Regions from separate parts of the Anser cygnoides genome. Here region 1 is linked to region 2. The links are chromatin contacts, called in public Hi-C maps. All regions are on one chromosome and are shown on one strand. Each heading gives the region's core, a stretch centred on a gene start, on an enhancer-like site or on the middle of the called end of the contact. The rest is flanking DNA. Distances are from core to core; before and after follow the strand shown. Region 1 holds the start of DHX40 (DEAH-box helicase 40). Region 2 holds the start of RAD51C (RAD51 paralog C).

Evidence for each region. Hi-C and Micro-C count contacts between places; a contact is called where the count stands out from the background.
Region 1: a contact with region 2 is called in a Hi-C map of liver, with 1.8 times the contacts expected there. The contact joins the promoter of DHX40 here to the promoter of RAD51C in region 2. A contact is called at or near these places in 2 of 7 Hi-C or Micro-C datasets (granulosa cells and liver).

Annotation. Positions count from the first base shown.
Region 1 is chr18:9,778,000-9,785,289 of Taihu_goose_T2T_genome, reverse strand. DHX40 (DEAH-box helicase 40) reads right to left here and starts at 1,941. Exons shown (of 17, transcript XM_066979416.1): 1 at 1,754-1,941; 2 at 1,238-1,383; 3 at 643-762. The coding sequence starts at 1,892.
Region 2 is chr18:9,556,245-9,563,173 of Taihu_goose_T2T_genome, reverse strand. It overlaps RAD51C (RAD51 paralog C), which reads right to left and starts at 1,605. Exons shown (of 9, transcript XM_048074131.2): 1 at 1,446-1,605; 2 at 186-444. The coding sequence starts at 1,563. It overlaps TEX14 (testis expressed 14, intercellular bridge forming factor), which reads left to right and starts at 1,664. Exons shown (of 32, transcript XM_066979550.1): 1 at 1,664-1,816; 2 at 1,947-2,197; 3 at 6,001-6,115; 4 at 6,417-6,582; 5 at 6,829-6,929. The coding sequence starts at 2,062. LOC125184038 (small nucleolar RNA U3) reads left to right here and starts at 5,304; the gene lies at 5,304-5,518. LOC136786627 (small nucleolar RNA U3) reads left to right here and starts at 4,138; the gene lies at 4,138-4,352. It also overlaps LOC136786626.

The sequences.
Region 1 (7,290 bases), core at 692-3,191, 220 kb before region 2:
ACCCTACGAAACGTTAGGCCTTACGGCAAGAGAGATGTTTCAGGCTGGTTTATGTTTGTGGGTGGGTTTTTTTGTTTGGTCGTTGCATTTTTTTTGGAGGGGACGAACAGGGGGGACACCACCATCCAGTGCCAGCCAACATTTAAGTGCTGTCAAACACAACAACAGCTACAACAATTTCAACTTGATTACAGGCAGCATCTTATTTTTGGGATACACAGCATGCAATAGATCAAGCAGTGATCCTACGGCCTTAGGACAGCAAAAGGATAAAACACATCTGTAGAAAGTCAGCCAAAAACCTTGAGAATCATGCTGATTACCTTTCTGAGCAATAAGAGAGACAACATTTCTAGAGGTCCGTCCAGACACAGTGTCAGGACTCCTGAGATCTTGTCTTACTGCAGGAACTGACTCACTGTGAAAGATTTTAGGTAGTCACTTAGCCTGTTCTTTGCTTTGGTAAAACTCTTCTGTCATTAAGCACAGATGTAATTTCAATACGCAAACCTCTTACAGAATCTTCAAGTGAAAATAGACTTGAAGGAAAGAGTACCACATTTATATTATTTTTACCAACAAGTTCCAACTTCCCGTTTACCAACACCAAGCGACACTTGCGTTCAAGACGGTGACACTCACAGTGCTAAGACTCCGCTCGTGAGCTTCATCCAGAATGATGACGCTGTACTTGCTGAGAAGGGGGTCGGCCAATATATGCCTCAACAAGCAGCCATCCGTCATGTACTTGATGGCAGTATCCTGAAAGGTTCAATTAGACCTTCAGCTTCTGTCCCGGTTATTTACATCGATATAGGTCAGATACTCACAAAGCACAGACACACACACAGGGGTTGTATCACACAACTTTACGCACAGCATCACAAGTGTTTGGCAACGCTCCTGGTGGTGGGGCATGGGAACAGGTTGCCCAGAGAGGCTGTGGATACCCCAACCCTGGAGGTGTTTAAGGCCAGGCTGGATGGGGCCTTGGGCAACCCGATCTCGTGGGTAGCGTCCTTGCCTGTGGCAGGGGGTTGGAACTGGGTGATCCTTGAGATCTCATCCAACCCAAGCCGTTCTATAATTCTACGATAAGAATTGAATTCTGTGACAACCCAACCGCAGCTCCACCCCACTGGGACAGCTTCTCTGGCTCATGTGAGACCAAAACCTCTTCTGAGGCTTTCCGCCCCGCAGCCCCCGAGCACTCCCCACTCCCTGCCCGCAGCCCTACCTGTGAGGAGCAGTCGTCGAAGCGCACCTGGTAGCCCACGACGGTGCCCAGCGCGCAGCCCAGCTCCTCGGCCACCCGCTGCGCCACAGACACGGTGGCGACGCGCCGGGGCTGGGTGACACCGATGGCCCCGTGCTCGGCCAGGCCTGCAGGGGAGAGAAACGAGGGGCTGAGGGGGGACTGAGGGGGGAGGGGGGGCTGAGGGGGGAGAAACTGAAGGGGGGGGTGGGGCTGAGGGGGGGCGAGGGGACTGAGGGGACTGAAATGGGGGGGGGGCTGAGGGGACTGAAGGGGGGGCTGAGGGGACTGACAGGGGGAGCTGAGGGGACTGATGGGGGGGCTGAGGGGCTGAAGGGGGGGGCTGAGGGGGCTGAATTGAGGGGGGGCTGAGGGGCTGAAGGGGGGAGCTGAAAGGGGGGCTGAAGGGGCGCTGAGGGGGCGACGACCCCGACCCCGCCGCACCACACGCTCCGGAGGGGCTCGGGGGGGGGGGGGGGGGTCTCCCCCGGCCGTTACCTGCCTCGAAGAGGTACCGGGGCAGCTGCGTGCTCTTGCCGCTGCCCGTCTCGCCGGTGACGATGAGGAAGGGCTGCCGGCTCACCGCCTCCACCAGCGCCCGCCGGTAGCGGCGGATGGGCAGGCGGCCGCCCTCCATGGCGGCGGGGGGACCCCCTCCCGCCCCCTCCCCACCTCCCCTCACGCAAGCCCCGCCCCCCCCCCACGGCTGACGTCACCCCCGCGCGGAAGCGGCGCCGCCGCGCGCACAAAGGTGACGCAGCGCGGGTCGCCGCCCCGCCTACCCCTAAACCACGCCCACTGCGAGCCCCGCCCCCTCCCGTGCAGGCCCCGCCTCTCTGCCGTGTAGGCCCCGCCCCTCCTGTACAGGCCCCGCCCCCCCCCCACGCCCCACCTTTTCCCCTCAGGCAGCCGCCCTCAGCCCCACACAGGCCTCCCCCCCCCCCCTCGTGTAACCAAAATGGTTGTTTTTTACCCCAGAGCTCCTGGGGGCCTGGCAGGGGTGAATTATAGTATGAAATCGGAGGGACCGCAGCGGTTCCCTCGCAGTGCCTGAAATACCCCCTTGCCATCCCCACGGCGTAAGGAGGACATGTGATGGAAAATGGCTCAAAAACCCCAAATGTCTCGCAAAAGCACCATTCGGCCACACCAGGCCTGGCATTCCCCGTAACGACTGAATTCAGACATGGCCTGAAGGTGGCAAGCGATGAACGCTTAACGCATGAGGCCAGGCTGCAATCCCAAGCCCCAGACTGAGCATGGCTGCTGCGACGGATTCCTGCCAACGCGCAGTTTCTGCACCGTGCTTTGTCTACACCATGACGTCCTTTCCCTTAGGGGCCCTGAGGATGTTAATGTTTCACCCTCCACCGGGGTGAGAGTGGCACAGATGTTAATGTTTCACCGTCCGCTGGGGTGAGAGCCGCACCATACGTTTGTCATCGTGTCAGCCCGAATTAGGCCACCTACTGACTCCATTTACTGCCAGCTGCCTCCGTTTGTGCCTCTGACACAATGGGAGAAATATTCACCTGCTGGCTCAGGCCTCAGCGTGAGGGCTGACCAGGAAATGCTTGCGAAGCACTCTGGACCTGGGAAAATATTACCTCAGTCCCCATGTTGCCAGATTCAGATATTTCTAAACCCTATAAATATTTGTTTAGTCTGTCTAGAAACCGGCATGGTAGTCATGGCAGATAAGATGTTTTCTGCCCTGCCTTATTAATACAGCGAGAGAGAAGAGGTCAGTGCAGGAAGTGTTTCATTACAGTACTACAGCTACAAAAGATACTTGGTATTATGTCCCTGGGTTTATTACTTTGAGGTGTTTGCAACAATCTTTGCCCCCCCCAAAATAAATAAATAAATAACAGAAAGACAAATCCCTTCTCCAAAGCTACAAAAACTGTCCGCCAGCTGCTGACAAACAATCAGCATGCACTAACATGAAGATTCATACTTTGGACAGCATTAAAGGTGTTTAGGCATTCTGCTGGCATAAATCTTCCATTTCTGTCTGAGGCTGACCTGTAGCAATTACCTACAATAACTTAGATGCTGTTCTATAAGCATGAGAAGCACATCAGCCCGGCAGTAAGATTGCTATAACCATTCTGTATCTCTGTTCACTTAGATACATAATGGAACATGTCAATGCGCTGTATGCTGTTGCATCCCTTTATGAAAGCGTATCATATTTATTTCCTCACGATGTACTAATGCTGTGTTGCCGCTAGTAACTTGCTCGGTTAATGGTGATCATATATACTGCTTTACTATTTCCTACTGGAAACTTCAAACAGGCTTTTTGGTAGTCTTTTACTGATAATTTTTATTACATTATTATATGGTTTTCATAGGTACATATGTATGTATGAATGCATGCAGACATGCACATTCTACTTGGTTCTATTTAAATCACATACTGCTTTTGGCATGCACAGGGGTAGGTAAGGTTTTTCAATTTTCTTTTTTGTCCTCCTAGCCTGGGAATAACAGATTTGGGCTTAATCAGCCTCTTTGCAGTCCTGAACTTTGTCCTCCTGGAATACAGTGCCATTCATTTAAGGATTTCCCTCTGTCTAATAAACATTAATGAATCACACTCTACAATTCCCTTGTGATGTTATCTCGGTTTCACAGATGGGGAAAACAGAAACACATTAAGGGGTCTGCGCACACCACAAATCAAAGGCAGAGCTGGTAGAAGAACCCAGTAATCCCAGCACAATTCCCTGCTCTAATAACTCTGTAAAACTGCATCTCTACCCACACAGCTGCTCTGTCAGTAACTGTGCTACACAGGGTAGCATGGTGACTTTCAGGCTAGCCAGGAAGACTGAAATTGCTCTTTTCCTAAGGTTTAGCTTTACACATAATTGCAAATTACATGTAAAGGTGATAGAGGGCTGCAGCTCTGCCAGCTTCCTGTACTGAATTACCCGAGGATGTCTTTTTTCGTTTCTGAGCAGAGGATATCTTTTCTCTTCCGACAAGCAGAGAGATAATGGGATATGATGAATATTCCAATCCCTCATGGTACACAACAGATTTATTGCTCTTCCCAGAGGAGAGGCCCAGGTTCCTGAGGAATTTTCTTGTCCTTGCTCTGGACAGAGCAGTCCGTTCCATGATGAACATGGCATCCCTTGATGCTTGTGAAGGAAACCACATCTATTAATTACATTGAGCAAGTGATGACAGATAATTGCTTTGTGCCTGTGGAAAGTAGGGCCACGTTTTAGAAGAAAGATCCCGAAGCTTTAATTTCACTACTGACAAAGAGCATAGCCCGAAGTTCCCACAAGCCGTGCTCCTGTCAGCCGACCAGCAGTTCTTCTGTCAGCCAGGATTTCTGTGGCACTGGCTCTGAGCTGTTATTGGAAAAGCGTTATTCTTAAAACAGAGAAAGAAGGTGTTAGACACAGCAAAAAGCAAAGCCCCTTTACACTGCCATCTGCTATCTTAGAATGCCTTCCCACAAAACATTTATGAATTGTCAAGTTTTATTTCAAATTTTCCTCCGCTTGTTACAGATTGCTTCTTTCTGAAGACAAGATCAGACGCCTTAGCCTTTCTCCCGCATACTGAATAGATTTGCCTTGTGCTTAGTTCCACAGAAAACAAGAGCCCACAGTCTGCCAGAACAGCCAGGTTACTCAGAGACGCCTTCACAGGTTTCTGCTAAAAAATACTGCAGGAAAGGAGAACGGGGAGGCAGCACTGTGCTGTATGCACCGAGGCCTGTGCCTGCCTGAGGGCACCTGAGGTTTGCCTGCTCATGGCCACAGCCAGGATCTGGCCGGCAGCGAGCCACAGGTGCAGGATCAGATCTCAGCACCCGAGCTCTGCGAACGTTTCTGCATGAACCTTGCTGTGCTCGGTAGAAGAGACCTGGCTTGCCCACTACGAGCCCCAGCTGTTTCTCTTAAAACCCTGTTTTCTTTCAAGTCGGTCTATGACAGGCCAGCAGTTAATTTCGTTAATTTACCACCCTCACACGTACTCCTGCATCACCCTTTTTAAATTTAACCACAGTGTCAGACCCGCAGCTGTTTCTGAGGCCGCACACAAGTGATTGCTGCTGCTGCTGCCAGGTGCCAGCGCCCACAAAAAGGTCGCAGGCCGGGAGGATTCGGCGTGGCTCAGCTGTCCTCATTCTCACACAGGGCATGGTCTGTCCGTCTGCCCGCTCACACACAGCAGGCAGGTGAGGGGTTGTATATCAGGAATGATCCCATGGTGCTCGTACAAGCCATGGGCCTCCACCCAAAGCATTTCCCTGATTCTAGTCCTGTGGTACCTGTGGCACTGAAAGCTCATGGTGATTTTAGGAACGCCTCACGCCTACACTTTGTTACAGCCCATGGGAGGCTTCTAATATATTTCTGTGTACTAGACACAATTATTGTTCTCCTGGCTTCCTTATCAGATGTGATAAATCATTAATTTACTCTGCGTTCCCATTAGAGTGCACCACAGCTATGATTTATATATATATTTTTCTATGAGAGTAAAATAAGCAGATATCCTAAGCTGTCTTGGAATTTTCCTCTTGTGTATGTGGCAGCACCTCCTATCACCCAAAGTAGTTTTATTTCCCCAACTGTTCAATCTAGGACAAAATACTACACTTTTGTTCTATATTAGGACTGTAGAGCAAGGCAGCTGACTGTTTTCACAGCCTTGGTGCTCACGGAGGGGACTGTAGGGGAAGAGTTAACCCCTGGCCTGAGCTTCTCTCACAGCGAGTCATTAAGAAAAGCCAGATCTCCTCCATACTCTCCCAAAATCAGGTGGTGATGAGCAGCATGCACCCACTGCCTTCCTCCCCTTCCTGTGACCCACAGGGTCAGCTGTGAATACAGGTCCATCTTCCACTTCCTTCCATAACCTTGCTTTGGAGCTTCTTCTCCCAGTGAGACAGGGTCTCCCAGGAACCCTTGGGAAATCTTTTTGGTCAAAATTCCCCTCATTGCCTCTTGTGGTCGCCTTCATGACACGTTCGTCTGGGCCACCATGAGCAGCTCACAGGCCTGTTAGGCCCGGCCACCACTGAGGTGTCTCCTTGCCTCAGATGTGGCCTTCAGATCCAGGAACAAAGAATTGGGCCTACCAAACAGACCACAAGAAACTTGTATTTCTTCTATGAATCTATGGAGCAGCGGTTGCATTATCCAATTTCCTCTTGTCCCATGTTTAACCCTTCAGTATCATCAGCTGTGGATGTCCACAGCACCCAGCAACAAAGGCAGAGCCCGCGACAGCCACACACGTTCCGCTAATGGCTTCGTTCTTCCACCAGCACTGGAAAAACTAAAACAAAACCAAATCCCCAGCCCTGCGTAATTGTGGCCCTGTTATTCATAGATCTTAAATTGTACTCCTTCATGAATTTTAATGTGCAGTCCATTTTCTCTCCACTAATCCTACATTAGGCTGGAAGCCTTTAAAGACTGAACATTTGCCCTCCTTAGCTCTTTATTCCCTGCAGCATCGCAGCGCGGTGTCCCAAGGCATTGCCCTTGTCACAGCTGGTCTGGCAGCTAGGCTCAGCGACATCAAAGTGCTTCCTTATTAGATACTCCCGTTTCGTGCACCTGTGACAAAAGCAGCTGGCCAGTTGAATAGACACCCTGGGAAGAGCAGCTTATGTATTTTGTCCATGATCTGTTGGCATGGATATGAGCTGCGCAGCATTTGAGATAACACCTGCTTGTGAATCTTTAACTCTGTGCTTCTGTAAATCTCTTCTTCTAGATAATCTCCACAAGGCACTGGGAACCAGTGAAAGTCCCCCAGGAAATTCTCCTTTCACAGGAATCGCAGAATTACTGGGTTGTTACTGGTAGTGACACACAAGGGCAAAGCACAGTCAGTTGCACACCGACACAGACCGAAAGGTGCTCAACAGCCTTATTTCAAATGGCATTTAGATGTGAAAGCCAGACAGAACCATTAGATACTCTAATCTGACCTTCAGCAAAATGCAATCTGAGCCTGTTATTCCGCTACTAAATTTAGTAATTTGTTCA
Region 2 (6,929 bases), core at 356-2,855:
CAAAAACATAAACACGTTCGTTACGAGCATCTTCCCTCCTCACTACATTTCTGCTGAGGAATACGTGGAACGGGAAGGTGCCTAGCCATCATCAAGCTGCGTAATGATCACAACTCTCATCATAGTTAAATTCAACAAAGAAAAGTGATTCTCAGTTGCACAGAAGTAATCTAAAAATAAAATACCATAGCTGTGTTTTCCCAACACCAGGCGCTCCACAGACCTCAGTGATCTTTGTCAGCTGCACGCCACCTCCCAGAATATTGTCTAGGGCCGAACAAAAGGTGATGATGAAGCCCTGCGCCTGCTCTTCTTCCAGAAGTTCCAGCGCTGTGCACTTTCTGGTGGTGCCAGCTCCCCCAGCAGTCCTTGCTGCATCGCCAGAACATTCCTGCCTTACAACCTGTAACGCCTCCAGTGCCTCTTCTTTGGAGATTCCAATTTCTAGAAGAGAAGTTATTAATTCTTTTAATGTAATAGTGCACAGAGCTTGCCAACATCTCTGGAACCAATGACCTGATTTTCAAAGGAACTGATTTTCAAAGCAACTCGGAGCAATGATGCAGCGGTGGCAATAAGCACTGTGCAAATAAAAAGCCCAGAGCATTGTTCACAGACACGGTCAGGATCTGGGAGAGCAACGCACCTATTCTGCACTGAATGCACTGCTAAGTTAACCTCATCTGAAGCAAAGAAGGCCCTGAAAAACGAAGTCAGGCTGCAGACTACTAAGTGGTAGTGACACCTACTGCTGGTACCGTGAGTACTCGGGGTATTCTGGGGCTGAGCACCTCCACACCTTATTTTTAGATGTGAAACAGACCTAGGAACAGAAGTGAGGCAGCACAAGTGTGCGCGTGTACATCTTTATATATGGGTAGGCCAGGATCTGGTTACTTCACTTTGATCTTCCAGGTAAAACTACTACAACGGATCATCATAGATAGGAAAATTTCTAATAATAAAAATCCTGATGCACTTCTTACAAGGGCTGTGCAAATCATATTGAAATATGATTTGTAAAAAAAACAAACAACACAGCTTCCTAGCTGTACGTGTTATTTTCTTCTGTTTAAAACAAAACAGCTTCCTAACTGTTTATGTTAGTTTCCTGTGTTTAAAAGGTGCAACGGGGGAAGTTATTGAGAGGGAATATTCTGAATTTTTAGGGTCCCGTTTGTATTTATCACTCAACTTTTTTGTAATTTTATTTTATTTTTTGAAATGAGAGGGAACTTTTGCCCGTTTTCTCCCTTAGAAGTGTGGAAGTCCCCAAACACTTCCCCGTTCCCTGGCCCCTCAGCGCGACTCCTCAGGCAGAACCGAGCCCCGGCGGCCCCCAGCAGCCCCCACCTCACCCCCCAACACCCGGGCCCAGCCCCGTACCCCCCCCCGGAGGCTCCCCGGGGCCAGGCCGGTCCCGGTCCCCGTCCCCGTGCCGCTACCTCTGCTCAGCCCGCAGGGCCCGGTGTCCAGCAGCTCCTGCGCCGTCTGGAAGCCGGCAGCCGCCAGCCTGGCCCGCAGCGCGGGACCCAGCGGCAGGCCGCCCACCGCCCGCTGCATGCCGCCCCCCCCCCCCGCCGCCACCGGGCCGCGCTAGGCCCCGCCCGCAGGGGCGCCCGGAAACGCGGAGGAGGAGGAGGGAGGGGACTGCGCATGCGCCGTCCGCCGAGGCGCGAGGAGAGCCGGCACGTGACCGCGGCCGTTGGGAGGCGGTCGAGGGCGGTTGGCGCCGAGGGGACGGGGGGCCCTGAGGCGGGGTGGTGCGGGCTCCGTTCTCCCTTCGGCCCGTCGGAGCGTCCTCTGTTTCTCACAGGTGTTAGGGGCGTGCTGGCATTTCCCCACTGTCAGCTTTCTGGGCCCCTCTCCCCTCATCGGGGTGTCCGGCCCTGGGGCTGGCTCTCCTCAGCGAGCCGTCGGGCTCCGTGCCTTCGTTCTCTTCTCAGGGTCCCCAAGGAAGGAGCAGCCACTACTGAGGGTCACCTGCTGGCGTTCCAGAAGTGTGAATTAAGTCCTGCTGCGGCGATTTGCAGCCTTTCCTAGTTGTCTTGAGGGAAGAGGATGGCGCACGCGCTCCCGCTTCCAATTCCCTGCCCTGTCCAGCTTGGGACTACAAGAGGGGACTCCCCCGAAGCTCAGATGCACGAGTGTGTCAGACAGGGGAACTGCGTCAAGGTGAAGAAGCTTCTGAAAAAAGGTAAAGCCGTAGTTTAGAAAAGTCCTTGCAGAAAAGGTTTACTTGCTCCTGTATGCTTGCGTTTGTGGTAAACAGGTAGAATCAGTCTGTCAGTTCAGTTTTGTCACTGGGAGATGTTTACAAAAGGTAGTATTTTTGGTCTTTTCTGGTAAATGGCACTAACAAAAGAATCATGAAGAGAAGCCATTTGGAAAGACTAAGTTTTTAGTTGCGAGGTTTATACTACCTCAGCCATAAGGAAGTGTTTGAAGTACTGTAAAACTAAAATTCTGAAAGTCTGCTTTAGAAATACATATGTAAGGTTTTTAACTTCAGTTCTGCTTGCAAAGGGCTTAAAGTACTGCTTAGGTATTGGCGTTTTTAATACCCACAATTTTAATGACAGGGAGCAAAGAACATTGCAAATGAAACGTACTTGCTGGGGTTCTATTTTGCCTTTGCTGTTCCTACTGAACAGCTGTTTCCAACTTGGAGATCCAAAGAGCAGAACGCTGATAGCACAAAAGCACGGGGACATGAAGCAAGAAGGAGGCAGTAGGTATAAAGTAGGGAGCTCGAGGCGTGGTCTCTGGACGCAAGAAACGGGACTCTATGGATAGTCTTGTGGGCTCAAATGTAACCTTTTTCAAACCGTTTTCGGGAACGTGAGCAGCAGGTGCTGCTCCTGGGGGTGCGGCTGCGCTGCAGCCCAGCGGGGCGTTCCTGCGGCGCCGCCGGTCGGAGCTGAGCCGAGCCGCGGGGCGGGGCCCTGAGAGCAGCGCGCCTGATTGGCCGGGCAGCGCTGTGCATGCAAATGAGGGGCGTGTCCCGCCGAACCCACTCGCGGGGCGCTCCCGGGGGGCGCGGGGCCGCAGCGGGGGCGCGCACGGCGGCGGGGGCGCGGCTGGGCGCGGGGAGGGGGGGAAACGGCGGGGCCGGGCGGGGAGCGGGGGGTCGCCGTGAGCTGGGGGCCGGTCCGCGGCCGTGGGACCCGGCGGGGCGGCGCAGCGAGGCCAGGACTATACTTTCAGGGATCATTTCTGTAGTTGGTAACTAGAGGAGTGTGATCGAAAGTGTCCGGCGTCACAAGCCACGAGGAGGAGCGGCGTGCTCTCTCCTGAGCGCGAGGCGGGCGGGCGGCGCTGCTGCTGCGCAGGGGCCTCCCGCCATCGATGACCGTTCCCGGCCCCTTTACGGGGTGTGGGAGGGAGAGAGCACAGGCTGAGTGGTTTGTGTCCTTCTTTTAACGGTGACAAAAACAGAATGAATTCTAATTTCGTAACAGAGGGTGCGGTGCTGCCAGGAGCTCCGTGCCCGGGAAGCCCCATGTCTGCGCACGGGGCGTTCAGGGCTCTCTGCCCCAGCGTTGCCCGGGCTGGGGCAGGCTGCGGGGCTCCAGGGATGCAGCGAGGCCGCCTCAGCCCTGTCCCGGTGCGGCCACAGACGACCTGGGGCCGGCAGAGCCGGCTTGCTCCGCCCGGTCGCTGCACGCCGCCCCCGGGAGGCCGCGCCGCGTGGCCGCGGTGTCGCTCGCTGCCGCCGGAGGGGCCGGGCAGGAGCTGCTCGCTCAGCGCGGTCACGGAGCTGCCCCGCGCGGCCGCTGTTCCGGTAACACCGCGGCGCCCGGTGCCCGGGCGGCTTCTGCGCTGCCTTCGGGTGCCGCGCCCGGACCCGCTGCGTGGAGAGGCGGGGGCGCTGTCAGAGCTCCTCCCTCCCTGAGAGCGGCGCGCCTGATTGGCCGGGCAGCGCGCTACATGCAAATGAGGGGGCGTGTCCCGCTGAACCCACTCGCGGGGCGCTCCCGGGGGGCGCGGGGCCGCAGCGGGGGCGCGCACGGCGGCGGGGGCGCGGCTGGGCGCGGGGTGGGGGGGAAACGGCGGGGCGGGCGGGGAGCGGGGGGTCGCCGTGAGCTGGGGGCCGGTCCGCGGCCGTGGGACCCGGCGAGGCGGCGGAGTGAGGCCAGGACTATACTTTCAGGGATCATTTCTGTAGTTGGTAACTAGAGGAGTGTGATCGAAAGTGTCCGGCGTCACAAGCCACGAGGAGGAGCGGCGTGCTCTTTCCTGAGCGCGAGGCGGGCGGGCGGCGCTGCTGCTGCGCAGGGGCCTCCCGCCATCGATGACCGTTCCCGGCCCCTTTACGGGGTGTGGGAGGGAGAGAGCACAGGCTGAGTGGTTTGTGTCCTTCTTTTAACGGTGACAAAAACAGAGCTATCATTAGCGATCTTAAAGGAGGATTTCAGCTGCTGTCTGCTCGCGTCCCGCTAGAACGCACCGGCCCTGAGCTGCCTCCTGCCAGGGCAGCGCCTGGTGCCCCCCAGCCCCTCGGTGCCCATCGGTAGCGGGGACAGCAGGGGCCGGCCCCAGCCTGGGAAGAAGGGGCGGCCGCGCTGCGTTGGGTGTCGGCGTCCCGAGGGGCCGGGGGTGGAAAGAACCGCTTCGGAAGTCTGTTGGCACCCCGGTGCGGGGGCCGGGTGGTGGTGGTCTGGAGCCGTCTGTTGCGTGAGGGAAGGCGGCGCGGCGGGCGCTGGGAGCGGTCCTGGGGGGCTGGGCCAGCTCGGCAGGGGGCTGGGGAGAAGCAGCGTGCCGGGCTGCGGGAGGCAACGGGAGGCCGCGTGCCTCGGGCTCCGCAGCACCGTGCCCGCTCGAGCAGGGCTGGGGGGTGCTGCGCCGGGACACGGCGGGAGGCAGCATCCGGAGGAAGCCTGGGGCCAGGAGAAGCCGCTCCGTGTTGCGCTGGCGCCCGGGTGTCACCTCCGGGTGACGCCGCACAGCGCACGGCTCCCGCTGCCCTTCCCTGCCGGCGGCTCGGCCCTGCCCGGGGTCCGGCGGTCCCGGCCCCGCTCCGCGCCCCGGGGCTGCAGCACGGGGGGCGGGGCCCTGAAAGCAGCGCGCCTGATTGGCCGGGCAGCGCGCTACATGCAAATGAGGGGGCGTGTCCCGCCGAACCCACTCGCGGGGCGCTCCCGGGGGGGCGCGGGGGCGCAGCGGGGGCGCGCACGGCGGCGGGGGCGCGGCTGGGCGCGGGGAGGGGGGGAAACGGCGGGGCCGGGCGGGGAGCGGGGGGTCGCCGTGAGCTGGGGGCCGGTCCGCGGCCGTGGGACCCGTCGGGGCTGGGTTGCGAGGCCAGGACTATACTTTCAGGGATCATTTCTGTAGTTGGTAACTAGAGGAGTGTGATCGAAAGTGTCCGGCGTCACAAGCCACGAGGAGGAGCGGCGTGCTCTCTCCTGAGCGCGAGGCGGGCGGGCGGCGCTGCTGCTGCGCAGGGGCCTCCCGCCATCGATGACCGTTCCCGGCCCCTTTACGGGGCTTGGGAGGGAGAGGGCACAGGCTGAGTGGTTTGTGTCATTTTTCACTTGTAAAAAACAGATCTTGGTTGGGAAGGGGGGATGTGACACCTCAGCGTGTTACAGATCCGCTTTCCTAAAAGCGAGGCTGCTGTTCGGCGCTCAGATCATAAATGGTTTTCGTTGGGTCAAACCCGTGAAGGAGCCACAATGTTCCTCTTAGCGACCCTGTGAGGGGAATTCAGCTTCTAGTTAAGTGCTCTGGTGTTATCCACACTCCTCCGAATTAATACTTCACTCTTTTACACCTTGTTTATATGAAAACACTGCACAGTAGCAGGGGCATGGCATATAGAGAGTTATGAAGAATACTCAATAATTCTTCGTTATCATTCAGTTTATACCACGTTACACTTTCCCTCTATCTCGGAGGGAATACAGCCGTCCATTGCAGTATTAAATAACCCACAGCTTTTTTTCTTATGGGGAGAATAATTAAAACACCCACCTATAGTCATCTTTTGTGTTCTTGTAGGCACCTTTGTTGATGCTGTGAATTCCATGGGCCAGACGTCTCTCTTCACTGCTGCATTGTTAGGTCTTGGTAAAATAGTGGATGTGCTGTTGGATTATGGCTCTGACCCTAATCAGTTAAGTACAAAAATAAGTTTATACTTTTAAACTGGAACTGATACTTAATCTTGTAGTGGGTTTAGTCAGTGTAATACACAATATTTGCTGTGTATTGCGAAGAAGTGCTTAAGACACATACCGCTATTTGAGCCAAAGCTCCTGGAATGTAAGTAGGTGCTTAATTTTCCTTGTTCCGTTGGACATGTTGCTGTTTGGGTGTACAGAAGCTTTATGTTTACACTGCTTTCTTTCTCAGAGGCTCAGCTGGTTGAATTTGGTAGTGGTTGGCTGAAACCTTCTTGATTTCATGTTCCTCAGTCGCTGTTATGATGGAAGCACCCCAGTCCACGCAGGCGCGTTCTCAGGAAATCAGTGGATTCTTAGCAAGTTACTGGATGAAGGAGGTGACCTGAGAGTACACGATAAAGATGGAAAAAATCCGCAGTGCTGGGCTATGTCAGCTGACAAAGAAAGCAGTGCTCAGGTATGTGTGCATTTAAGTGGATATGTCTAGTTAGTCACATAGTGTTCGATAATTTTTTTTAATGTTTTCATGTAATTTTCTTCAAAACCTTTTGCATATAAATTTCCTGAAGCGCCTACTTATTTGCAGCTTACTTGCAATATTTCAAATAACGAGGTATTTTTTGTTGGCCAGGATTTATTAATTCAAAATGGAGTAACTTACAGCTCTGAGGTCATTTTTTCCTTCCTCTCCTTCTCCACCCAGATGCTGGAATTCATACAGCGCTGTACATTCCACATGCAGGCTGCCATTCAAAGTTTTCCCTGTGATCAACTCAGGAAGGTTTGCTTCTCAAAAGCGCTGGT